Regions from separate parts of the Anas platyrhynchos genome. Here region 2 is linked to region 1. Evidence: chromatin contacts called from public Hi-C data. All regions are on one chromosome and are shown on one strand. Each heading gives the region's core, a stretch centred on a gene start, on an enhancer-like site or on the middle of the called end of the contact. The rest is flanking DNA. Distances are from core to core; before and after follow the strand shown.

The links. Hi-C and Micro-C count contacts between places; a contact is called where the count stands out from the background.
Region 2: a contact with region 1 is called in a Hi-C map of subcutaneous adipose tissue, with 2.7 times the contacts expected there. The contact joins the enhancer-like site here to the promoter of PSMG3 in region 1. A contact is called at or near these places in 3 of 8 Hi-C or Micro-C datasets (liver, skeletal muscle and subcutaneous adipose tissue).

What each region holds. Positions count from the first base shown.
Region 1 is chr15:14,642,413-14,646,474 of IASCAAS_PekinDuck_T2T, forward strand. PSMG3 (proteasome assembly chaperone 3) reads right to left here and starts at 1,868. Exons shown (of 3, transcript XM_027469253.3): 1 at 1,718-1,868; 2 at 905-1,122. The coding sequence starts at 1,841.
Region 2 is chr15:14,945,699-14,949,760 of IASCAAS_PekinDuck_T2T, forward strand. The region is part of intron 14 of MAD1L1 (mitotic arrest deficient 1 like 1); the gene reads right to left. Among named protein-coding and RNA genes, the nearest start is that of MAD1L1, 190 kb to the right of the region's middle. Within about 2 kb of position 2,218, at least 2 of the 8 cell types and tissues checked have an H3K27ac peak or open chromatin away from gene starts, as enhancers often do.

The DNA.
Region 1 (4,062 bases), core at 618-3,117:
TGGTAAAATTGGTAAAATTATTTAAAAATACTATGTAACCAAGTATAAAAAGGCACTTTCCATCTCCAAAATAAAACATAAAAACAGATTGAAGGTGGTGCCATTCAGAATTAGCAGATGTCACACCTACCAAAGCAAAGGTTCTCCCATTCAGGAAAGGCAGCTATTACTGAAGAATGAGAACTCCATAATGAGAAGCTGCAGACAGAATTGGGAACCTGTGCTGCTAGTTTTTTCTACTTTAGGCTCGTAAGTAATATTTGACAGCTCCAGCCCTGATGGAAAGCCTCATAATCTTGTAGCTCTGTAACTTTTTGTTTTAATGCTTGACTAGTTGACGCTTTGCAAAATGCGTTTCCTTCTGCTTTCTCTCCAGCTTTGTGAAATAGTCGATAAAAACTCATTTTGTTGAAGCAAAACAAATTAAACTTTATCAAGGGCAGGTGCTGGCAAGCGCACTTGGGAGAGGGCAACTAAAGTCCATTATGGGGCTGGCATGGGTGGGGGCTGGGGGGAGGAGGCGAGACTTGAAAAGTTAAATTTATTGGAACTGAAACCCAGAAAAGGTTATCGAAGGCCAAATGTTTGATCTTGCAACCTTTAAATCAACACCAGCTGTATCAAACCTGCCATAAACACTGCAAAGCAACCCATATCCTGTAAGATACAAAATAGCAGGCCCCCAAACCACTCAGTTAGTTAAACTTACGCTGAAGAACAGATAAATGCGCATATTTTTCTGATGAACCCCTCTTCCTTCGGAACAGATTTTTACATTAATTTTACCACTATGCAAACACTGCTTAACTACGGTGATTCATCAACTCCCTGGCAACTGGCGCAGCCCCACCTACCACATTTCCCCCTCTGCCTTGGTGCCAGCGTGCTGTACATCTGTTCTTACCTCATCCTTGCCCAGTAGCACTTTTGTGGTGAGCGAAGGCCTGCCAATGTTGTCGCCTATTGTGTTGGGGTCCACATAGACGAGCGTCCCCAGCTTGCCGTACTGCGTTACCACCACAAGAATGGAGTTGGAGAATGCCGTGCACACCACCTCCGTGGGGACCCCGTGTACCACTTCCTCTCGCTGCTTTGACGTCACGATGGGATTTGCTGCCATTGCTGCAGAAAACAATAACACGACATTAGATTAAAAACACGGACCACAGGCTATAAAAAGCCTGAATCCTTTCATTCACTTGGTGTACCGGGGTTAAGTTGATTTCAGGGCGTAACAGCACCCAGAGGTGTAGGCGAAGCGGTGAGCCTGGACAGGAACAGTTGTCAACACCCAGCATCCACATGCACCTCACAGGAAGCTGAAATACAAATGCCCCCACATGGAAAAGTTGCTGTTTATAGGTTTTCACACTGCTTGCAGTTTAATGATGACTGGACCTGTCCCCACCAAGTGCAGCACGATGCAAAACCTCATGGCAGTTCCTCACGCTGACTGCCGTCAAGGGGAGCCCCCCCAAACCCCCGCACCTCCCAGACTTCAGCATTGAGTGGGCAGGCAAGCAGGAGACAAAAACACCACCAACAACAACCCAAAACTATGTATTTTTTTTAGGATTGGCCCCCCCACATCGCATCCCTCAGAGATGAGGGGAGCAGCGCTGCGCCCCCACAGGACCCTGGCTGCGGGAGGTGCCCGCTATCCCCTCACCCTGCCCTGGGCTCAGGCTGATCACAGCCCCCGCTCGGCCGCCCCTACCCTCCTCAGGCGTCGCCGCCGCCGCCGTTCTCCGCCCGGGCCCGCCCAGCCACGACAGAAGCGGCGCCTTTCCCCTCCCTCCAGCCGCCCGCGGCGCGGGGAGATGGCGCAGGGCCGCCGCCATCGCCGCCGCCGTCCCCTCAGCGCGGGGCCGCCATTAGCGGGCCGCCCGCCCAGGGAGGCGCCATCTACAGCGCACCCCCCCCAACCTCTTCTCCTCTCACGGGTCCCCCCCCAAGCCCCTTTTTGGGTGTTTTCTGCCCGTTTTTCGCTGAAAATCGCGGCTGAAAATATAGGAGGGAGTGGGATGTGCCCGTCCGTGATTGCCCAGGATGTGTGGCGGGACGGGGTTGACCTGGTGGCAGGATGGAGGCTGCTAAATTCAACCTTTAATATTTATTTATTTATTTATTTATTTATTTATTTTTCTCAAGTTTTCAGGCAGGATGTGACTGTGCCCAGCAGCTGGGGGTTGTGGTGTGGTGCTGAGTGACTGAGGACTGCAGGGCGGGTCAGCAAAGGGGACACATTCTGTCACCACACCTTTGGTTTTGGGCCATCCATGAGCTCAAGGCTGCCTTCACTTGGGTCCCGTCCTCCCCTGGCACTGGTGGGATACCTGGATTCAATGCTGATGGGAGAAACAGCGTTGTTTTTACCAATAAAATACCCTTCAAGCCGTGCCCCCTTTGGTCTTGGTTGCTGAGCAGCATGCATATGGCTGGAGCAAGTAGCTGCTGCCCACCTGTGCTATAATGGGAGATAACGGCATGTATGTGAAGCGTGCAAAAAGATATTTATGTACCATGAGCCATTCACACAAACATTTAATTTCTGTTACGTCCGTACAGTTATTTTAGTGCTAATTAGGATTTTTCTCCTTTCCTTCTTTGAATTGCTAGTGCTTATGAGTAACAATTTTGGCCAATTTATACAAAGTTCTGGAAACTGTTTTTTTCTGAGATTCACAACTTTCTGGACTTTTGCATTTGCTGCGCTCAGTGCATCTAAAATTCAATCTAAACCTTCATTTCTACTTGTTAGCTGTTCTTTACCATTCTTCATACCAGACACAAAATATCCCAGCTATGGTTGCAGGAAAAACGTCCTGAATGCTGGGTTACCTCTTCAGAAGATCACTCTTAGGAGCTCATGATATTTTTGTTTTGTATTAAAAGTTTCAGCAAAACTTTTAACTAAATTCTATGAAGAGCACATAAACTTCGTGCTGAGAATGCTTTAAGGCACCATTAGAGAGCAGTAGAGGTCCACGGAAAAAAACTTCTGCTAGAGCAGGTTATTGTGGTTAACGCAAAAGGAGAGGCTTGATACCTTTTTGGCACTCTGCACAGTCTGGCAAATAGTCTGTTTTCCAGCACTGCGAAAAACCAGCATTCCTATTTCTTGCCTACCACAATCACTTGAGGCTTTGCCTGTTTGACAGAGATAATAGCAGCTCTTGTCAGTAAAGCCTCCTGACTCATGAAGAAGTTTATTCCTGCTCTACCTTCTCTGGAGAATAATTTTACTTCAGGAAACACAAAGGACCAGATTCTTCCTGCCATCCTTGCCAGACTCTGTTTTATTTTTTTTTACATGACAGGAGGACAAAGACAGTCCACTGTAGTTCAAACTTACATGGAAACAGCTCTGTCCCTCATACTTCACTGGTTTTCATTAGGTTTGGAGCAAAGAGTTATTTTTAACAGTTTCATTTAATTGGAAGTCACATTTTGGCACGGATCTGAGGTAGGATATAGGAAACGCATGAAGCAGACAGCAAGAGGTAACTGAGCCCTGAATTTTCATCACAAAAAATAAATACATTAAAAAAATATATGGATTACTTTTAAGGAGATTGTATTTGACTGTTTTTTGTCTGACTCAGGCAGGGCATGGGGATTTGAGAATGCACACCTTGGTAGATAATGGGACCCTTCCTGTGGGGTCTGCCCGCCTGACCACCACCTGCTTCCCATCATGTTCTGGCTGAGAAAGATACGTATCTGTGCTTACAGTCTGGTTATCTATAGCACTTTTCATCCAAAGATCCCTAATCACATTGCAAACATTATTACATTTAGCTTCATGAACTCTCTTTTGACATACGAGGTTATTAATATACCCCATTTTACGGTCCAAGGGAAATAAAGAATTGAGGGAGACAGCAGCTGAGAAGCCATCACGTCCTTGGCCAGAGATTGTGCAGGATTCCAGGATCTCTTCCATTCCCAGGCACTGAGTGCTGAAGAAACATAAGTCATGCATGTCACTATCTCAATTACCAGTGAAACTCAATGACTGTGCAGCCCAATACTTTGACAAGAAAAACTACTCATAATACT
Region 2 (4,062 bases), core at 968-3,467, 300 kb after region 1:
GAAGAAGCAGGAGACTGAAAAGGTCAGAAAAAATGGAAATTCAAAATGGAATTAATGCTTTTAATGGTGTTTCTAAATGGCTTGCAAAGCAGGCCACGAGAACAGCAACGCTTTTTTCTGAGGAAGATGAGCACAACAGCGCCTGAAAGGTCAGAGCCAGACACAGGACTCTCATCAGTCCTTTCTCCATACTTGACATGCTGGATTTTAATTTAGAACAAATTTCTGCCCATTTAGGCTCCCAAATAAGCTGCAACATTGCTGTTATCTGCCTACAAAACTTCTCTGGGCGGAGGTTTGAGCTCAGGCCTCTGATGCGCCCTCTGAAATCACTCACAGCGGTCACCAGAAAACACTTGGAAAAGAGCTGAGGGACAAGCAGGCTGCAACGAGGGGAGGCTTAATCATTCTATTTTTATGTTATTTCCCTGCAATTTTTCAGATTTAATTTTGTTTGTTTGTGTTTTTTTTCCCTCCACTTCTCACCCAGGCACCAGCAGTTTCGGAGCCATCCCCAGAGCACGTACTTCATGGCTGGTGGCCTCGGGGTCGGGGATGAGGCTGCCTCAGACAGGAGAACCTCAACACCACCTCCTCACCACTCGTTCAGAGAGAAAGCTTCTGCTTCCTCTGCGTGGAGGTCCAGGAACATTGCCATAAGCTCTCTGTACCAGGGAGCTTTTTAGGACTCACTGGTGCTTTCGCTGCTTAGCCCTCTTCTAACCTATTTTTAACACCGTTAAGTGTCCTGGGTCTCCAGTGGGATAGCATTAAGAGCCATTAGGAAACAGTTTGTGCTATTCTATCTTTGCTTTACAGCCCTCGGGAACACTCCCCAGTGGCAAAGGAAGAGAAGCAAGGGAAATCCTATCTATATATAAACACAGCAAAGCATTTGCAGCTGGTAGTTAAGATACTGCAGTCAAATATTGAAAAATATTTACTTGCTTCACTCTTGAGTTTTTCATTTAAGTGAATTCAGGTACAGGGCCAACCGTGTACTGCCTCTGAACGATGCTCCAGCATCTATAAAGGCAGCCTTAGTCTGCATGCACCATGCACGCTCTCTGTCCAGGGACATCTGCAGCAAGATATGTGATGCTATTTTATCATCAATTTGCATGCCTCAACGTGTTACATAGGGGAGTTACTTTCTGGTAAGGAGAACAATCAACGATACGTTCACGTGAGAACAACAAAAAAGAGAGTGCAGCAACATCTGGGCACAGCACGGCCATCTATCAACCTAACGGCTGGCCCACAATGAATGCCTGTGCTCATTTTAAAAGCAGCCTTGTGGCATAAGGAAGGAAGAAACATCAGTTACTTTCTAAAATACTGTCATCGTTCTCAACTTTAACGATACAGGGAAAATTATTCAGGTCAATTTCTGGAAAATTTACCGACTTATTCTCCATACAGGGGTTTGAAAACGTGAAGATATTTAAACTGTGAAAAAGAACTCTTTGCATTTCTGGGAGACTTTTCCTGCGTGAGACGTAGACAATTTAACCCAAGGGTAAAGGCTCCAAAGACAGCCATCTCTGCTGCCTTTTGGATGATCAAATTTAGTGGAAGAACACAGATAAATTGTCATTTGCTCAGACTTGCAGATTTTCCAACTTTCCAAAATTGAGCTTTACATTGCCTCCACTGCACGTTTCACTGTCCCATGTTAGAAGATGGAACACACGCAAAAAAACACAAACCTGCAGCTTCAGGTCTCCTGAAATGACGTTTGTGAGGATCAGGAGACATCACACCATGTGTGTTCAGTCTGTCTAAGAAAGGTTTCAGTGGTAAGCAATAGCTCCTGGACAGCAAATGCCAGGCTGCTTGCTTTTCAGAAGGAAGAAGCAGAAAATAAAAAGAAGGGGTTACTCTTAATGATTTTTCATTAGCATCCAGGCACTTCCAAAAGTCCCTTGCAGTCCAGGTGTTGAACAGTACCAACTCGCCACCATCACTTCTCTAGCTTCTTTATTTGTCTTTAACATCTGCAGATGTGGTACCCAATTGCCTGTAGAATAGCACGGGTATCACCAATGAGGACATGTCTTGCAGAGGCCCCATCTGTGAAGAGGACATGGCCATGTGGAAATGCTACTGCTGAACAAGAAACTACTGAATGGAGCAGAAAATGTATGTGTTGGGAAGATGCTATTAAGGGATCCAGATGGCATTGAGATGGTGTTAGGAGCAGAGCAGACAGAATTCCAGCAAGTGTGACTAATAGGCATTGGCAAGGACATGAATTTCTTTTGAATTACTGTAACTCTACCCAGTCACTAAATCCACAGAAAACATTTAGGATTTACTGGGGTTGTAGTTTGACAGCAGAGAGAAAAAGTTCAGATTTGTTCCAGCTGAAAAGGTCCTTCAGCTGTTGCCACTTAAGTCTTCAGTGAAGTTTCTTTTTTTTTTTTTTTTAATAGATTTCTTTTATTTATAGGTTCTGAAATATTAGTTTCTGCACAGCTATCACCTTCCCTCTAAAAGGTGTTAATGCTTAAATGCTCTCGGCTTCGCTATATCCCACAGTACATGAACTCAAGAGTTTGACCACTTTTTCTCTTCATAACATCTGCAGAATATAAACAAATGTGATTTCAGAGGGAGCTGCAAGATGTGTGAGAAATGACAGCACTAGCACCAGCTTTTATTGTCTCTTCAGAAACGATGATGCTGGGAGAGAGTTTCACATTTAAAGTTATAAAAGGTCTGACGAAAGAGCACTTTGTTCTCAAGAGGAGGAGGAAAAACTGATGAACTCTTTCAAGTCTCTTGCTGAAAATTTACTTTCCATACTAAAGAAAAATGAGACAAAAGTATATTTTTAAAGGCTCTCATTCACTCACAGGAGATGAATACAGATTCAAAGGATTAATATGGATTTTTTTCCCTTTATATGTCTCCTGCTTTTGTTTTCAGAAGTTAGCTGCTAACCACAGGGTGTATATGGAAATGCCTGGAGGCTCACAGTCCATTCCTGTTCTGCAGACTCCTCTTACTGGCTTCTACTGGTTTTCCTCCATTTTTCACATTCCTTCATGACAGCAGCTAACTGGAGTGCTTGGGCTCAGACCAGATGCATCGCACTTAGGCTAATGGGATTTCAAAGACCACAAACTACAGAAATTAAAATAGCTCCATCATACTCTGTCGGATTTCTTTCCCCACTTTCCAAATTGTAAAGTTTGTGCTCTTCTTCCCCCTGTCTTCTGTCAGAATTCATTTCTGGCTGCAGCCTGTAGCTGGAAGGAGGAATGATGGAGCTCGTGTTGCTAGCTCCTCCTTAGCAGCTATGTAAAATCCAGTAAACACTTGAGGCCTGTGATGACACAGCAGGAGGGCGAGTGCAGCAGATCCAATCCTCTGCATACTGATCTCTTCCAAACTCTTCCTGTTCCTTCATCACAGCTACCCAGTCCTGCTGCATGGAGAGGGCACATGCAGCCATGACACGTAGAGGGTTCTGCCATGGAGCACAGAGAATTATTCCTGAACCCCAAACACAGGGAGAGTTATCCCCGAGTTATTACGTGTTGCTTTGACTAGGAGCCTCTTCTGTGAAGAGTGAGCTTGCCCAGGTTCACATCCAGTGCACAGAAAATGGCAGAAAGCACAAAATGAAGCTGAACCATACCCTTTGACTGCTTAAGTCTAGAACCATAATAAAACGCTTTCTTCAGACTTGATTCTGACTGCAGAGAAGGATGCGTGCTACTGGATGGAGGGTTTGAGACTTTGAAAAGAGACCTGAAGCAGCAAGAGGAGCCAACATGGAAAAATGAGCAAGCACTGGCGTCCTAGCCTCTGAGCAAAGACAGCTCCAGCTAAAAGAGAACACTTTTTCAGTCATTTACTGCTAGAAACCAAGAGCTGAGCAGTGACAAGGGTGATTAAAAACAAACAAATGCACGCTTTTCAGAGCAGCTTTGTAGCTAAATGACTAGCATCAAGGCTTGGGACAAGTATTTAAATAAGCCAGTCTACCGTAACAACTAAAAGTGGTTCAGTAAAAAGCAACAGAAAAAAACAGCCTGGAATTAGATCCGGGGA